Regions from separate parts of the Mus musculus genome. Here regions 1 and 3 are each linked to region 2. The links are chromatin contacts, called in public Hi-C and promoter capture Hi-C maps. All regions are on one chromosome and are shown on one strand. Each heading gives the region's core, a stretch centred on a gene start, on an enhancer-like site or on the middle of the called end of the contact. The rest is flanking DNA. Distances are from core to core; before and after follow the strand shown.

What was found. A called contact is a pair of places that touch in the nucleus more often than the background predicts. Capture Hi-C pulls out chosen DNA fragments and counts their contacts.
Region 1: a promoter capture Hi-C map of adipose tissue shows a contact between it and region 2. The contact joins the promoter of Tmem121 here to the promoter of Cdca4 in region 2. A contact is called at or near these places in 1 of 39 promoter capture datasets (pre-B cells), 1 of 484 Hi-C or Micro-C datasets (embryonic stem cells) and 1 of 9 other capture datasets (adipose tissue).
Region 3: a Hi-C map of the G1E-ER4 cell line shows a contact between it and region 2, with 3 times the contacts expected there. The contact joins the enhancer-like site here to the promoter of Cdca4 in region 2. A contact is called at or near these places in 3 of 39 promoter capture datasets (the C10 cell line, liver and pre-B cells), 2 of 484 Hi-C or Micro-C datasets (CD8 T cells and the G1E-ER4 cell line) and 1 of 115 datasets of contacts at active chromatin or transcription factors (stem cell-derived epiblast-like cells).

Annotation. Positions count from the first base shown.
Region 1 is chr12:113,183,034-113,187,385 of GRCm38.p6, forward strand. It overlaps Tmem121 (transmembrane protein 121), which reads left to right and starts at 2,870. Exons shown (of 2, transcript NM_153776.2): 1 at 2,870-2,925.
Region 2 is chr12:112,828,026-112,832,543 of GRCm38.p6, forward strand. It overlaps Cdca4 (cell division cycle associated 4), which reads right to left and starts at 1,496. Exons shown (of 2, transcript NM_001359234.1): 1 at 1,281-1,496. Gm52009 (apical junction component 1 homolog) reads left to right here and starts at 676. Exons shown (of 2, transcript XM_030247054.1): 1 at 676-685; 2 at 983-2,251. The coding sequence starts at 676. The coding sequence ends at 1,767.
Region 3 is chr12:113,105,543-113,110,492 of GRCm38.p6, forward strand. The region is part of intron 1 of Mta1 (metastasis associated 1); the gene reads left to right. Among named protein-coding and RNA genes, the nearest start is that of Mta1, 9.7 kb to the left of the region's middle. Within about 2 kb of position 2,084, at least 72 of the 459 cell types and tissues checked have an H3K27ac peak or open chromatin away from gene starts, as enhancers often do. A contact at or near this core is called in the G1E-ER4 cell line and liver, where this site is marked.

The sequences.
Region 1 (4,352 bases), core at 1,620-4,119, 360 kb after region 2:
GTTACATGCAGCCCAGACTGGCCCCAAGCTCAGAATGTCACTGAGGGTGGCCCTGAGCTCCAGATTCTCATGTCCTCACTCCCCACACGGGGATTAAGGCGTGCACTACTATGCCTGCCTTTGGCCACTCTTAAACATCATGATAGTTGTAGTTTTGCTATTGATTATTGTAGGCTCCCTGTAATAGACTTAGGTGATATCAGGCATATTCTTTCTGTTCTGGTTCGTTTGATGGCTGCAGACTTTTGCTGGATCATTTGATTTGAGCACATGTTGTTTTGTTTTTGTTGTTTGTTGTTTTTGTTTCTGATTTTGTTTTTTTTTTTTTTTTTTTTTGTTTTGCTTGAGACAAGGTCTCACTATATAGCCTTGGCTGGCCTGGAACTTGATATGTAGATCAGGCTGACACAGACTCTCAGAGAACCCCCTTTCTCTCCCTCTCAAGTGCTGGGATTAAAGGCGTGCATTAAGCCCTGTAGTTTTTTGATTCCTGCTAGCATAGTAAGTAGATCACATCATTTATTTTCCACATTCTGAGCCAGCCCTGCATCCCCTGTCTGACCTATATTTGTTTATTTCTGTATTGCTTGACTGTCTGCTCTTGTGTAGTTGAAAGTTTCAGTGTTGTTCTGCCCTGGGCCCTGTTGATTTTGATTCTCTTCGTTCTCTGAACAAAGAAGCATAGTTTGTGACTGTGCCCTGCACATTTCCAGGTTGTGCTCTGAGGCTGGACAGCTGAATCCCACCCAGAGATCTAACGGAGTACAGCCATGGCTGGGCTAGGATGGCGAGTCAAGAGGCTGTGTGGGTCAGAGTGGGCTTGTAATTGGGTAACCTGAAAAGGTCCTCTGGATCTACTTTGTATGGGCTACCCTGCGCCAATGTGACCGTGTCAGCCCCCTCTAGACCTGAGACTACAGGTCTCTGACTTATGTATTTTTTAGGTACTATATTGTCATGCTTTAAGATACTGGTCTTAGGTCCTGGGCTCGTTACCCCCTCATGACAGTCCTGAGAGCCGGAACTACAGGTGTGGCCACAGCAATAATCTCCACTGCCTTTTAGTTGTGTGGAGTTGCTTCAGGTCAGAAAATGCATTGGTTTCTCACTGTGGCTGTAGCAAGCGCTTGAAGCAATACAGTTTGCTTGTGTGGTGGTACAGGCCTAAGCCCCAGTAGGCTCGTATCAAGGCTGCTTCTTTTTGGGGCCCTGTAGAATCCATATGCTGACTGAATCAGATTCTACAGAAGTCCATGCCCCTGACCCCTGGCCCCTTCTTTCTGGTGGTGCAGCCTCCTCACCCTCTGACCTGACCCTCTAGCCTTTCTCTTTTTTTTTTTTTTTTGCCGGTCTGATTTTCTTTTTTTTTTCCATTTTTATTAGGTATTTAGCTCATTTACATTTCCAATGCTATACCAAAAGTCCCCCATACCCACCCACCCTAGCCTTTCTCTTGTAAGGACCTTCGTAAAGACTCTGGACCACCCACCCATATGGTTCCTGGGTGATGTCTCCTTTTGTGGTCCTGACTATGAGCAGAGCTGGAGCGTCCCCTTTCCCTGTGTTTGCCCACAGATTCGAGGATGCTGGCATGGGATACAGAGAGAGCACTGAGGCAAGCTGGCAGGTTTTAGGTGAGGGTTGGGTTAACCGTGGCTGAGAGGAAGTAGGAGAACGAAGGAAGAAACAGAGCAGACAGGGCTGCCACCTGCCACCTGTCCTTCTCCTCCCAGCCGCCTCCTCACTCCTGCTTGACTCTGTCAGGGGTGTTCTCCCCCCAGGCCCCTGGTTCTCTAGGTTGAGGAGATCGAACCTTTCCTTGCTAGATGCAGGGCCTCTTCCTGGGTACACGAGAGCTTCGGGGTCTTGTTGCACTTCTGGGGAGAGAGCTGGTTGGTTGGGGCTCATACTGCTTACTACAGGGCTGTTCCTTAGCCTTCTCTCCCGACGATGGGCATCTTGGAACCACCCCCTACTAGGAGGGTGACCCAGTATGGCCTGATATTCTAGCTTCCCAGGGTCACCAGAACAGAATGCATCACTCAGAGCTGGCTGCCAAGTGTACCCAATGTCATTTAGGCTGCTGACAGGAGCTCCCCCCTTCAAGTTCCTTCAGCTCTCTTGCCCTCAGTGCTTGCAGAGCGAAGCTGCAGCTCTGGGAAGAAGCGTAGGCAACCAGTTAGCCTCCTGTTGTCCTCTGGGCAGGGCAGCCCTGCTATTGGGTTGTCAGGTAAGGAATGGGTCACTCAGTGAAGGCAGGACCTGGAGAGAAGTCTTATCCTGGAGCCTCGATGCACTCCCATTTGGCCCTCCTTGTACTGACTGAAAGCCTCACAGCTGGGTTTTCCCCATAGAGTATAACACTCCAGTGTTGGGATCTAGGCCCTAACGTGTGTGTGTCCCTGTGAGCCTGTGAGCCACTGCTGAGGTCTGGCCAGGAGGTATAACTGCGGCTAGCTAGCGGGGCACTTAGTCCCACCCCTTTGTCCAGCCACCTCCGCGGGTCCCAGTCCAGAGGTCTTCCTGAAGCAGGAAAGCAGAGTCGCTTTATTGGCTGTCAGGGTCTGAGCTTGGAGAGCTACATACAGAGCCATTTCATGGTGTGAGGAGGACTCTTTGACAATTTTTTTGCTGTGAGTGAGGCCGAGTGGACTGACCACAGGGTCTGGGGTGGATGCTAGGTTGTCTGTCACCTAGTGCCACCTGTCCTGAGCGCGCAGAGTTGTCGCCATGGCAACCTGAACTACGCAACAGCCTTAGGACCTGGGTCCTCTCTTGGCTGGGGTCCGGGCGTCCAGGGGGCGCGGGGCGGAGCCTCGGCCGGAGGCGGTGCCCGCGGCGGAGGGGCGGAGCGCAGCACGGAGCGCCTGGGCCCGGCGCGGAGGCTCGGCGGGGCCGGCCGGCGCGCTGCATCTGGCCGGCCGGGTAAGCGCGGGATGCGAACGGCGGGACAGCAGGAGGCGGGTGGCTGAGCCAAGCGGGTCGGCAGAGCTGGGCGGTAGGCGGCGGCGGCAACGGCAACGGCAGCGGCAGCGGTAGCGGCAGCGGCAGCGGTAGCGACTGCCAGTGGGCCTATACTATTCCCGCCCCCAGGCTGCAGGCCGTGGGCTGGGCAGGGGCAGCTGCATGGCGGCGGGACCAGGCCCAAGCCCCACTGGGGAAACCTTTAGTGGGAAAAGACAAACTGAAACGCAACCTGCTGGGAGCCATTAGACCCTCCTCAACGGGGTTGAGGAGGAGAGGACCCTCCTTCGCCTCAGCCTCTCCTTTGGAGATGCTAAGAGGGTATCTTGCAAAGCGTCAGAGAGAGAGAGAGAGAGACAGGCATTTTAGGGCTTGGAGGCCCTGAATCTCTCTCTGGTGTGAGGCTTGAACAGGGGGCAGGGTTGCTAGGGCATTTGGGCCTGGCGTGGGAGACTCAGGCCAGGTGGACCTGGGCTGGGTCTCTGGGAACATGGCTAGGGCAGAGTGTGGGGGAGGGGTCGTAAGGCTTGGGTTCTGGCTTTCTGAAGGCCGGGCACTCCTCTCTTAGCGGTTGGGGTCTGTCCCATTACCAATTGGCTCGTGACATTTGGTATTTGACAGTGACCGAGCAAGGGAGCGATGGTGTGCAGATGATGGAATGGGTTGGCCAGCAGCAGGCTATTCGGCCTGGACAATTGCTAAGAGGAAGGGAATTCTCAGGTTTTGGCTGTAGCCAATGGAGTTCCAGGTGGGCAGGGGTGGGTCCAGCCTGTGCGTCCTGGGAGAGGAGTACCTACCAGTGGGAGTGAGAGTGGGTGTACCTGACAAGGAGGAGCCCTGCTGTGGGCAGATGACTCCTAAACACCTTATAGAAGCGCACTGAGAACCCCAGGGGTGAATGGAAGAGGCAGAAGCTGAGATGGAGTTTGAGGGTTACTGTGGTGTCACCAGGAGCAGGTTGAATGCATCGCTGTCATGGGTGACACTAAATTTTATGTCTTTGTCTAGACAGGACAGTAAACAGAGCCCTTGTGCCAGGTGCTTTGGAGGAGAGGCCTTGATTGGAAGTGGCTTTGGGTTGGGTGGTGTGAACAAGCTCAGATATCAGGACGCACAATCTGGCCATCTGAGTACCACAGACATGACAGCCAGTGCCAGGAACATAGGGAGAGACTAAATCCCACTGATGGCTTTCCTGAGGTTGGCCCTGCGATCAGAGGAGCTGGAGGTGCAAGTGTGCTAGGCCAGAGAGGGTATAGCAGGAGGTGTGGTCAGGAGGAAAACACTTCTGGGGCGATGGCTAGCAATGGTGGGTCAGGGAAGAGAATAGTCTGTTTTGCCTTAGCCTAAGGAAGGGGAGCGATTGACTGTGGATACAAGAAAAAGGG
Region 2 (4,518 bases), core at 246-2,745:
ATTTTTTTAAGGAGAACCACAAGTTAATGGTTTCCAAGTTGGGCATGGTGGCAGACTTGGGAAGCAGAGAGAAGGAGAGTAAGGTTGTTTCTGGTTGCACTGTGAGTCTGAGGCCAACCTGGCCTGCAGGAAACCCTGTCTCAAAAACAAAACGAAAATCACAACTGTGTTAAAATACTTCCTCAAAGAGCAACTGGGGCGAGGGACTAGTTGGAAAAATCCTGGGGCCAGTGAACTTGATGGTCCTTTGATGGAGTTTATTGTCCCACTACGTCTGCTTCAGACTTTGTATCAGTGACCCTTGGAAGGATGTGGGGCTTTCTTATGCCTGCCTGCCTGCCTTCCTTTTAAGACTAGCACCTCTAAAATGGGGAGATTTCTGAATGCATTAGGTTGATGAGACAAACGACTATGCTTGCAGAAAACGTTTCCCAGAATCGTTTAGATCAGTGTCCAGCTCAGCTCTGCCATCTCGTATGTCAGATACAAAGGCCACCAGGAGGAAATACGCGGGTGCTGTACGTCTGTTTCAAGTGCTGGAAGAAGTCCCTTCCCTGGTGACCCTACCTAGGGGAGAAAAACTTTAGAAAAGGTTTCTGGAGGCTTTTTCTAGTTACAATTGGCCTCAGGACAGGCTAGCAAAGACAGAGCCCGGGTTCCGGCCAAGTTCCACCGATGCCAGGCAGTACCTACTAGGCCATAAATGATGAGTTTGGAAGGAAGTGGGGTCTACTGCAGTAGGGGAAGGGCAGGCAACACAAGACACTTCTCAAGGGAATGAAAATCCAAGAAACAAAGAAAAGAGCGCAAGGCCAACACTCACCAGGCGGGCGGCTGCACGGAGCCCACCCAGCCCTCCCGGAATCGGGAATCGGTCCCTGGCCAGCAGACAGACGGTTGGGGCTCGGCGCTGCTAAAAGCCAGGGAAGGTCCAGTCCCCCGAAACTGCGCACAGCAAGCGGCGGCCAGCTCGAAAGGTGAGGTGGAAGACCGACGCGGGGTGAACCAAAGAAGAGGGGACCGCGGAGAAAGGCAAGGCCACGGGAGGAAGAGAGAGCGGAAGCAGGGGAGCGTGGGCGGAGGGCGGGACGGCCAGCTCAGACCCGCCGCTCCGGCTCTCGGTATGTGTCACTCAACACGCCGCGGCGTCGTGAGCGCCGAAGGGCGGCCGGCGCAGGAAGCCCGAGGACCCTGAGGCCGCCCGACCGCCCCGGGGGTGCTCTGCGCCGACGCCGCCCATGCCGCAGAAGCTCGAAGGCGCAAACCAGCTACACACTTACCGGCGCCGCAAGGCAGACCCCGCCACTCCTTCGGGCACCCGGATCGGTCAGCGCCCACAAAGGGTCGCCATGGCGCCGCCGCACGAGCGCCGATTGGTGGCGTGCGGGGTGGAGCTTTGTTCAAACCCACGCAAGGCGGAGCCTCGCCGGCCGCGTCTCCCGCGCTTCGGCCTCAGCCGTTAGGCTCGCGCGCTGGGCCGCCCCGCCCCCGTTCCCAAGTCTCCCCGCGCCCCGCCCCGCCCCCGATCCCTTGTTTGTCGACGGCTCGACCCGTTCCCAGGGTTCCGCGCGCTCCGCTCCCAGGGTTCCGCGCGCCTGGCCACCGCCCCAGTTCCCAGGTCTCCTTGCGCCTGGCCCCGCCCCCAGGGTGCTTGCCGCGCCCCCTCGCGCCGGTGCCCGAGTCTCCTTCGTTATCCTGGCCCTCCTGACTCACAGCGGGGCGGTTAATGCCAGCCCTGGGCATGGCCGATGTCTACACCTTCTCTGAGACATAGAAGGGTTGAACGAGGCTCGGTGGTGGCATCCCTGAACAGGTCCTGGTTCGAGTTCCAACTGAGAAAAATTAAAATATAAGGTCCTGGTAGTGCACAAGATCTTAACGAGGACACCAAGTCCGGACGGCGTTGGTTGGGGGATGGAGTGAGGTGGGAAGGTGAGTGGATGCAGAATGTTCAGTGGGGATGCCACATTAGCACAGGGAGCAAGCTCGTTTGCTGGAAAAGACTGGAAACTCCTTCCGACCGGGACTTCTAATGAATGAGCGTTCGAGAGAAAAACCGGTGCCATAAGAGAAAGTATACGGCATACACATCACATCGTGTCTTTGTGGCTTCGTGGTTCACCTAAGCTCACTAATGCATTCCCATTCCTGGGCATACTTGCCCTTTATTTGATGGAAAGGCATGCCATCAAACTTTGACCTGGATACTAGCATGGTTTTTCTTTTGAATTACTATTATTTTTGGATTTACTTATCTGTGTGTGTCATTGTTTTGTCTGCATGTATGACTGTATTTCATGTTCGAGCCTACAAGTGATTGTGGGCTTCAGTGTGGGTGCTAACAACCTTATCAGGTCCTTTGTCAGAACAGCAAGTATTCTTAATCCCTGAGTGTCTTGAGTAAGCTAACGTGTAGTTAGTATAACAAGTAGTGTAACAAAAGTTATGTTTCATTATGCTGAGGGTCATTCACACTCTCAATTCCTATGTGGTCCTAAGCCTGTCTCCCCAACACTGCTCACCTGTCTAGGTATCTTAGCTGAAGGTCAGGTCCAGGCTCTAACATAAGTCTCTGATCCTGGAAGGTTCAGGATCCTAGGGAGACTCTCCAGCTGCAGGGCAAATCAGGGTGGCTTCTCTCCAGATGTGCAGGACAGAGCATTGTTCTTGGTCTCTGCTTACATACTGTCCAGTAGATATGGGGTACTAGGACTGTGTCTGACTATCTTGAGTGAGCGATGTCACTGGGTTCTGGTTGCCAGGTGCAGCCTTGGGTGTAGTGGGGTTCCTGACTACGCTATTTTTACATGTGGGTCCTAGGGATCTTAGGTTCGAGGCTTGGTGCTAAACTCCTGCTGAACCCCCTCAGCTCCATTTTCATTTCTTTCATCTCCTTTTTGGGTACTGGCTAAAAGCCTAAGGCACAGTTTCCCTGAGACACAGTTTTCCTGAGGTTCTGTGCTTTCTGGTTTTTTTTTTTTTTTTTTTTTTTTTTACCTCCTTGCCCGACTTAAAAGACAGTTTTCTCATCTCCTCTTGGAGGCCACAGGTTTTTCAGCTTGTTTATCCTGTCTTTTTTTTTTCCCCTCTAAGTTTAATAAAATTGTTTATGACCTTCTTTCTGAAACAGTTTTAAATTATTTTATTAGTAAGGCTAAGAATCCAAAGGAAACTGTACTAGTCAGGTTCTCTAGAATCACAGAACTTATGGGTTGCCTCTCTACATTGAGGGAATTTATTGTAATGACTTACTGTTTGCAGTCCAGCTAACCCAACAATGGGCATCTGTGAATGGGAAGTCCATGAGGGTAGTTGTTTCATCTGGTTTTCTGTGTAAGCTGGAATCCTGAATATGCAGATTCTAACAGATGTGCTGGCAAGTAAGTGCAAGCAGGTGAGGGAGAGTGAGCCTTCCTCCTTCCAACTTCCTTACATCGTCCTCCAGCCGACGTGGCCCAGAGGTGTGTACCACCATGCCTGGATTTGGAATTTGCTCTGTCCCGGACTGTCCTTGAACTCAGAGATGTGCTTGCCTTCATCTCCTGGGATTAAAAGTGTGTACTACCTTGCATGGGCCTAAGCTACTTGTGACCACTATGCCTCCAGATCTGAATCCAAAGAGAGTGTCATGCTGTGATGGTTTGTATATGCTTGGCCCAGGGAGTGGCACTATCAGAAGATGTGGCCCTGTTGGAGTGGGTGTGTCACTGTGGGTTTGGGCTATAAGACCCTCATCTGAGCTGCCTGGAAGTCAGTTTTCCACTAGCGGCCTTCAGAACTCTCAGCTCCTCCTGCGCCATGCCTGCCTGGATGCTGCCATGCTCCCACCTTAATGATAATGGATTGAACCTCTGAACTTGTAAGCCAGCCCCAATTAAATGTCCTTATAAGAGTTGCCTTGGTCATAGTGTCTGTTCACAGCAGTAAATCCCTAACTAAGATGCATGCCATGTCAAGATCCAGGTCAGAAGTCTGTGTCTTCAGCCTCAAGATCTGGATCACAGGTGTGTCCTCCGTTTCTGGATTGTAGTTCATTCCAGATGTAATCAAGGTGACAACCAGGAGTAGCCGTCACAGAAACCTTAGTTGACCTGACACCTAAATGACATCAGGGCAAGAGAGGAGTCTGCATTTGGTAGGGCCTCACAGAGAGCATGGCTGGAAAGGCCCTGCTGCTTCAAGAGCTCGCCACAGCCAGCTCTCAGAAGGATTTCTAGGCTCTGTGAGAGATTTGGCTTTCCTCTCACGGGGATGCAGACTACAGAGGAAGAGCAGGATCTCAGGTGCTTGCAAATGTCCATACCGAAGCCTGAGGAGCTCTGCCCATCTTAATGTATGCTCGCTGCAGAAAGGTTTCAGGGGTCCTAGGGAGGGAGTGCACACCCAAAGGTGTGTGTGTGCTGTTCAAAGAGTCCTACATGAACATCTTAACAGCTGTACTATTGGCGGTGTGGTGGTTTGAATAGGGTTGATTCCCATAGACTCATGTGTTTGAATGCTTGGCCCACAGGGAGTGGC
Region 3 (4,950 bases), core at 834-3,333, 280 kb after region 2:
GTGCTTTGTGCGTGTCTCTTAGAACCCAAGATCACAAAGTCTTTATCCTTTTTTATTACATAATCCTTAAAAGTTTGCGTTTGACTTTGGTGTCCATCTTGTTAGTTTCTTTGTGAGGGTTAAGGGCCTTTGTACTTTAATGCTTGTGTCCAGTTCTCCCCACTGGGTCACCTTGACAGCAGTGAGGATGTGGGATGCTGGTATTGGGTTGGTCGACCCGACCGTACAGTTGTTCGGTGATCATCTGGCAGCTTTTGTCAGTGCAAGTCTTGGCCTGGAGCTTACTGTAGTGTTGGGAGGGATTTTGCTGGTGCGAGCCCTCCCTCCAGCTTTGCTCTTTACAGAACAGTGCCTTCTGTCCTGGTTCCTGGCTTCCCTGTCAAAGCCTTGTTGGGCTTTGTTTGTTTGATTTCTCGCTGTGTAGCCCTGGCTGTCCTGAATTCTCTTGTAGACCAGGCCTCAACCTCACAGAGACCTGCCTGCCTCTGCCTAGGAGTACTGGAATAGAGCAGCGTGTCACCAAGCCTGCTCTTGGTTGGTTGGTTGGTTGGTTGGCTGGCTTTCTGGTTTGGTTTTGGTTTTTCGAGACAGGGTTTCTCTGTGTAGCCCTTGTCATCCTGAAACTCACTGTGTAGATCAGGTTAACCTCAGACTCAGAGATCTGCCTGCCTCTGCCTCTGCCTCCCGTGCTAGGATTAAAGATGTGTTCGACGACTTCCCTGACTGTTGCTGATTTTTTTTTACTGTGTAGTATTTTACATTTATTTATGTAAAACACAGGTGTGTGTGTGTGTGTGTGTGTGTGTGTGTGTTGTGGGATGTGCATGCGTGCCAAAGCACACATGTGGACAACTTAGGGGAGCCTGTTCTTTCCCTTCGACCATCTGGTTTCTGGGAAAATGAGGTCAGGTTGTAGGGTTTGACTGTGAGTGTTCTTAGTTGCTGGCCCTGGCTTGTTGATTTCTACAAAGCAAACAAGTTAGTGAGATTTGGATGACCCTGGCTGATGGCAGGGCCTCTTGGAGACTGGCAAACTGCATTGGCAAACGGTACTGCCTAGGTTTGTGTGACTCACGATCTAAGAATGGCGTTTACATTTTTATGTGGTTGAGGGGGAAAAAAATCACAAGAATACTTTGTGACATGAGATTATATGAAATTCAAATTGCTTTACCCATAAATAAAGTTTTATTGGAACATGGCCACAGAAGCTCCAGTGTGGCTGGTTCCGAGCCACACCGAGGAGCCTGTCTTCCCAGGCACAGAACAGACCACTGAGGCTTTGCCATCAAACATGGGGTGGGGCTGTCACAAAGCAGCCATCCAGGTCTCCATGGACCACTGGTTGGGCATGCTGTGATTAAATAGAGCTCTAATGCCCTCTGCCTGGAGACCACGCAGACCTGTAGCTGGGGGGCTCAGTTCCACCAGATCCCCACACTTCACAGGCTAGTTGTGCATCCATGGCTGTAGCCTGTGCTCCTGACTGAGAGCTTTGGATCAAGGCTCCCATGACACTCTTCAGGTTCAGTTAATTTGTTGGAGCAGCTTGCAGGGGTAAACACTTGTCCTGTTTGCTGCCCCATTACAAAGGACACAAGCACACAGATGAAGAGCTGGAAGTCCCAACCCCTGATCCTGCCTGGTCTTTCAGTAGTTAGCTCTGTGCTTGGCAATGCCCTGTGTGTGTGTGTGTGTGTGTGTGTGTGTGTGTGTGTTAACCATCTCACGGGTGTCCTGTGATGTGCTGGGTACCAGAGAGCCTCAGGTATATGGGTCTATGGGTCTCCTGTGTTAGTCAACTTTTTACTGCTTTCACAATTTGAGACTACCAGTTTACAAGGAAGAGAGTTTATCTTGGCTGACAGTTTCTGAGGTTTCAGTCTGTCAGTTGTGTTGCTGTTGGACCTGTGACACAGCAAAGCATTTGAGTAGAAATGTAAGATGTCACAGAACTGGGCATTTTACAGCGACTTGGAGCATTAAAAGCACAAAACAGGAAAGGCACACAGGCCCTGCCCCCAACACTGCCAAGCTGGGGACCAAGCCTTTCTGAGCATGGGTCTGTGGAGGCACCCCATATCTTATAATTGCACATGCAAAGAACACTCTTATCTCTGTGAAGGTCCCAAGGCTTTTTAGAAGCCATGTGCCAGGAAGTGAGGATGGAGACCACGTATGCATTTCCTTTGTCAACAGTATCACAGTAGCTGTTGCTTTTGTGTGTGCCTGACACAGCAGGTCCTAGGAACACAGTGGCCTTACTATTTTGAGCCCAGGTGTGTGCTGTGAATATACTTGTACTTAGGGACTTTGTGGTTTTAAGGCAGTGGCAAATAATGCCACTAGTCATTGATTACCTCAAATGGTATAGTCTTGCCTGATATCCAGGACTATCACTGTGGGAGGAGTACGGTGTATGTTGGCTTTACAGTATCGTCAACTTGAAGCAGAATGGTCAGAACAATAAAAAAATGTAGAGGGAGAATCTCATACCAAAGGAGCCTCCTCAGTAAGTGAGGATATGTTAGATATGTCAGATATGTCAGATATGTTAGATATGTCAGATATGTTAGATATGTCAGATATGTTAGATATGTCAGATATGTCAGATATGTTAGATATGTCAGATATATCAGATATGTCAGATATATCAGAAGGGAGGTTGAAGCAGTGCACTTGGCCGCTGCTGCTCAGCCATTGATTGGAGGCACCAGAAGAGGATGTGAGCCTCTGAGTTAGTCTGTAAGCTGGAAGTAGTTGGGAGAAAACTGGAGGTGCAAACAGGAGAGGAGTCTGCTAAGATGTGTGACGGTGCATGGGGCTGAAGGGAGCGGGGACTAGACAAGTGAAAAAATAAAATAAAAATCAAGACCCAGAAAGGCAGCCACACCTCACTGAGTTGGTGCCACAGACAGCGTGCTTCTGACTACAGGGCCTTGCTTGGCCATGATTCTGTGAACATTGTTAGAAGCAAGAAGGTGGACATGGCGATCGGTCCTTGAATACAGCTCAGCATGGTGACCTCCCAGTGCTTTTGGACCAGAATGGAAGATTCCCAAAACAAGACAAACCATTTAGAGTCACCATTAGTAAAGCAATGAATGGCTTAGATTTGGTTCTTGCTACATGCTTGGTAATGCTGTTAGTTCATTGTGATGTAATCTCGCTCAAGGCCACACAACATTTGTTTGCAATGCTTAGACTGTGTTAAGTTCACTCTTACTGGGGAGAAATAGAACTGGAGGTCTGAGCAGAAATAGTTCCTCCCTGGCAGAAGCTCGTGTCTGAGCCAGGAGTTGGCCCCAGCAGCCCCAGAGAGGTTGGCCTGTACAGTAGCCCTTGCTCTGAAGGGTGGGAGGCATTCCTTAGACTGCCCTCAGGACCCGTCCTTTGCTAGCAATGCTCAGGAGACTACAGTGCTGTTAAACCCAGTTACCTGCTTCTTGACTAGAAGGGTGCGCCGCACTAGCCGTGGCTAGCACGTGGTACTGATGACTGGGGACACACGTGGAGGTGGGCCTTGGAACCAGGACTGTTACTGGAGTGTGGTCACATGTCTGTGAGTGACCACTTTCTCAGTCTCCGTCCCTTCGGGAGTCAAGTCGACACCATGCAGCCTCAGCCGTGGATCCATGTTAGTACCAAGGATGGTTGTCATGGCCAGAGCCACTCCCAGGACTGTGTGCACAGCCTGGCGTGCAGGGAGAGCGCTCGCTTTGGACATCTTCAGGGAACAGGTCCATGGAAAAGCACACAGCAGGCTCCGCAGCAACTGCGTCTGCTCTGCTCAGATCGGTGTCTGCACACACAGTCCATGCTTGCTATCCCATTGAGGGTTCGAGCAGAGCAGTACCCCTGAGCTGTTGTCACCCCTAAACCTCTTATCGAGAGTTCGAGCAGAGCAGTACCCCTGAGCTGTTGTCACCCTCTAAACCACTTGTTTTTTCATTGATCCATCTGGCCAGTTTTTAAATTTTTTATTTCAATAAAACATTTGGAAGTTTTGCTGTGCCTGTGTGTTTCGCTCGGTTCAGGCTTTACCTGCCTGCCTAAATTGTACCTTGTGGGTCAGCAGAGATGTGTCAGTCTCTACTGTAGTTTATGCGTGGCTTTTACAGTCCTGTTTTAATTGTGTGTCAGTGTGTGGGTATGTATGTGCATGAGCGCAGGTACCGTGGCGGCCAGAGGAAGCCATCTGATCCTTGGGCTGGAATTAGGGGCATTTATTCATCCCTGTGGGTTTGGGAGCAGTACGTATTAACCTATTAACTGCCGAGCCGTCCCTACTGTTTATACTTTTATAATACACACCCTATCACTGTGTGTGTGTGTGTGTGGTGTGAGAAAACGAGGCTCTCACAGTCCACCACCAATGAACTGCCATTGTTGGAAGGCCTGCATCACTGTCTTCCACGGGTGTAGGAGGCTCTCTGCTCCTGAGCGAGCTGTACGGGTTTGTGTTCTAGGCAGTTGGTTTGTTCAGCAAAGTTGTTGAGTAGCTGGCACAGATGGAGCAATGGCCTCCGTGATGTTCTCCCTCCTCACAGCGCTCCTGTCGTGGCGGGTGGTTTTCTATAGCTTTTCTCTTTTATTAATGTTTTAGTCTCATTTTAGTTTCTTTGTTTTCTATGTTCTGTGTTCTTGGTTTTCTTCACGCTAGAGTGTAACGTGCACTTAGCACACTTCCTGCTGGGCAGGTACCTCTGAGGTTTGGAAGAGGCATGGAGTTGGGTCACTGCTGCCACTGAGCGTGTCCTCTGGTAGTACGACCCCCTTCCCTCGCCACTGCCTGTTCCCTGCTCTCGGATGTCTGTGTGCTCGCCCTGAGAGGAGCTAGCTCAGTGCCTGCTGCTCAGGGTCATCCTGGGTGCCCTGCTTGTTTGCCTGCTCTTTTTTTGGGAGGCCTTTGATTTTATTCCAGTTTTTGGCAAGTATGAATAATTTAGG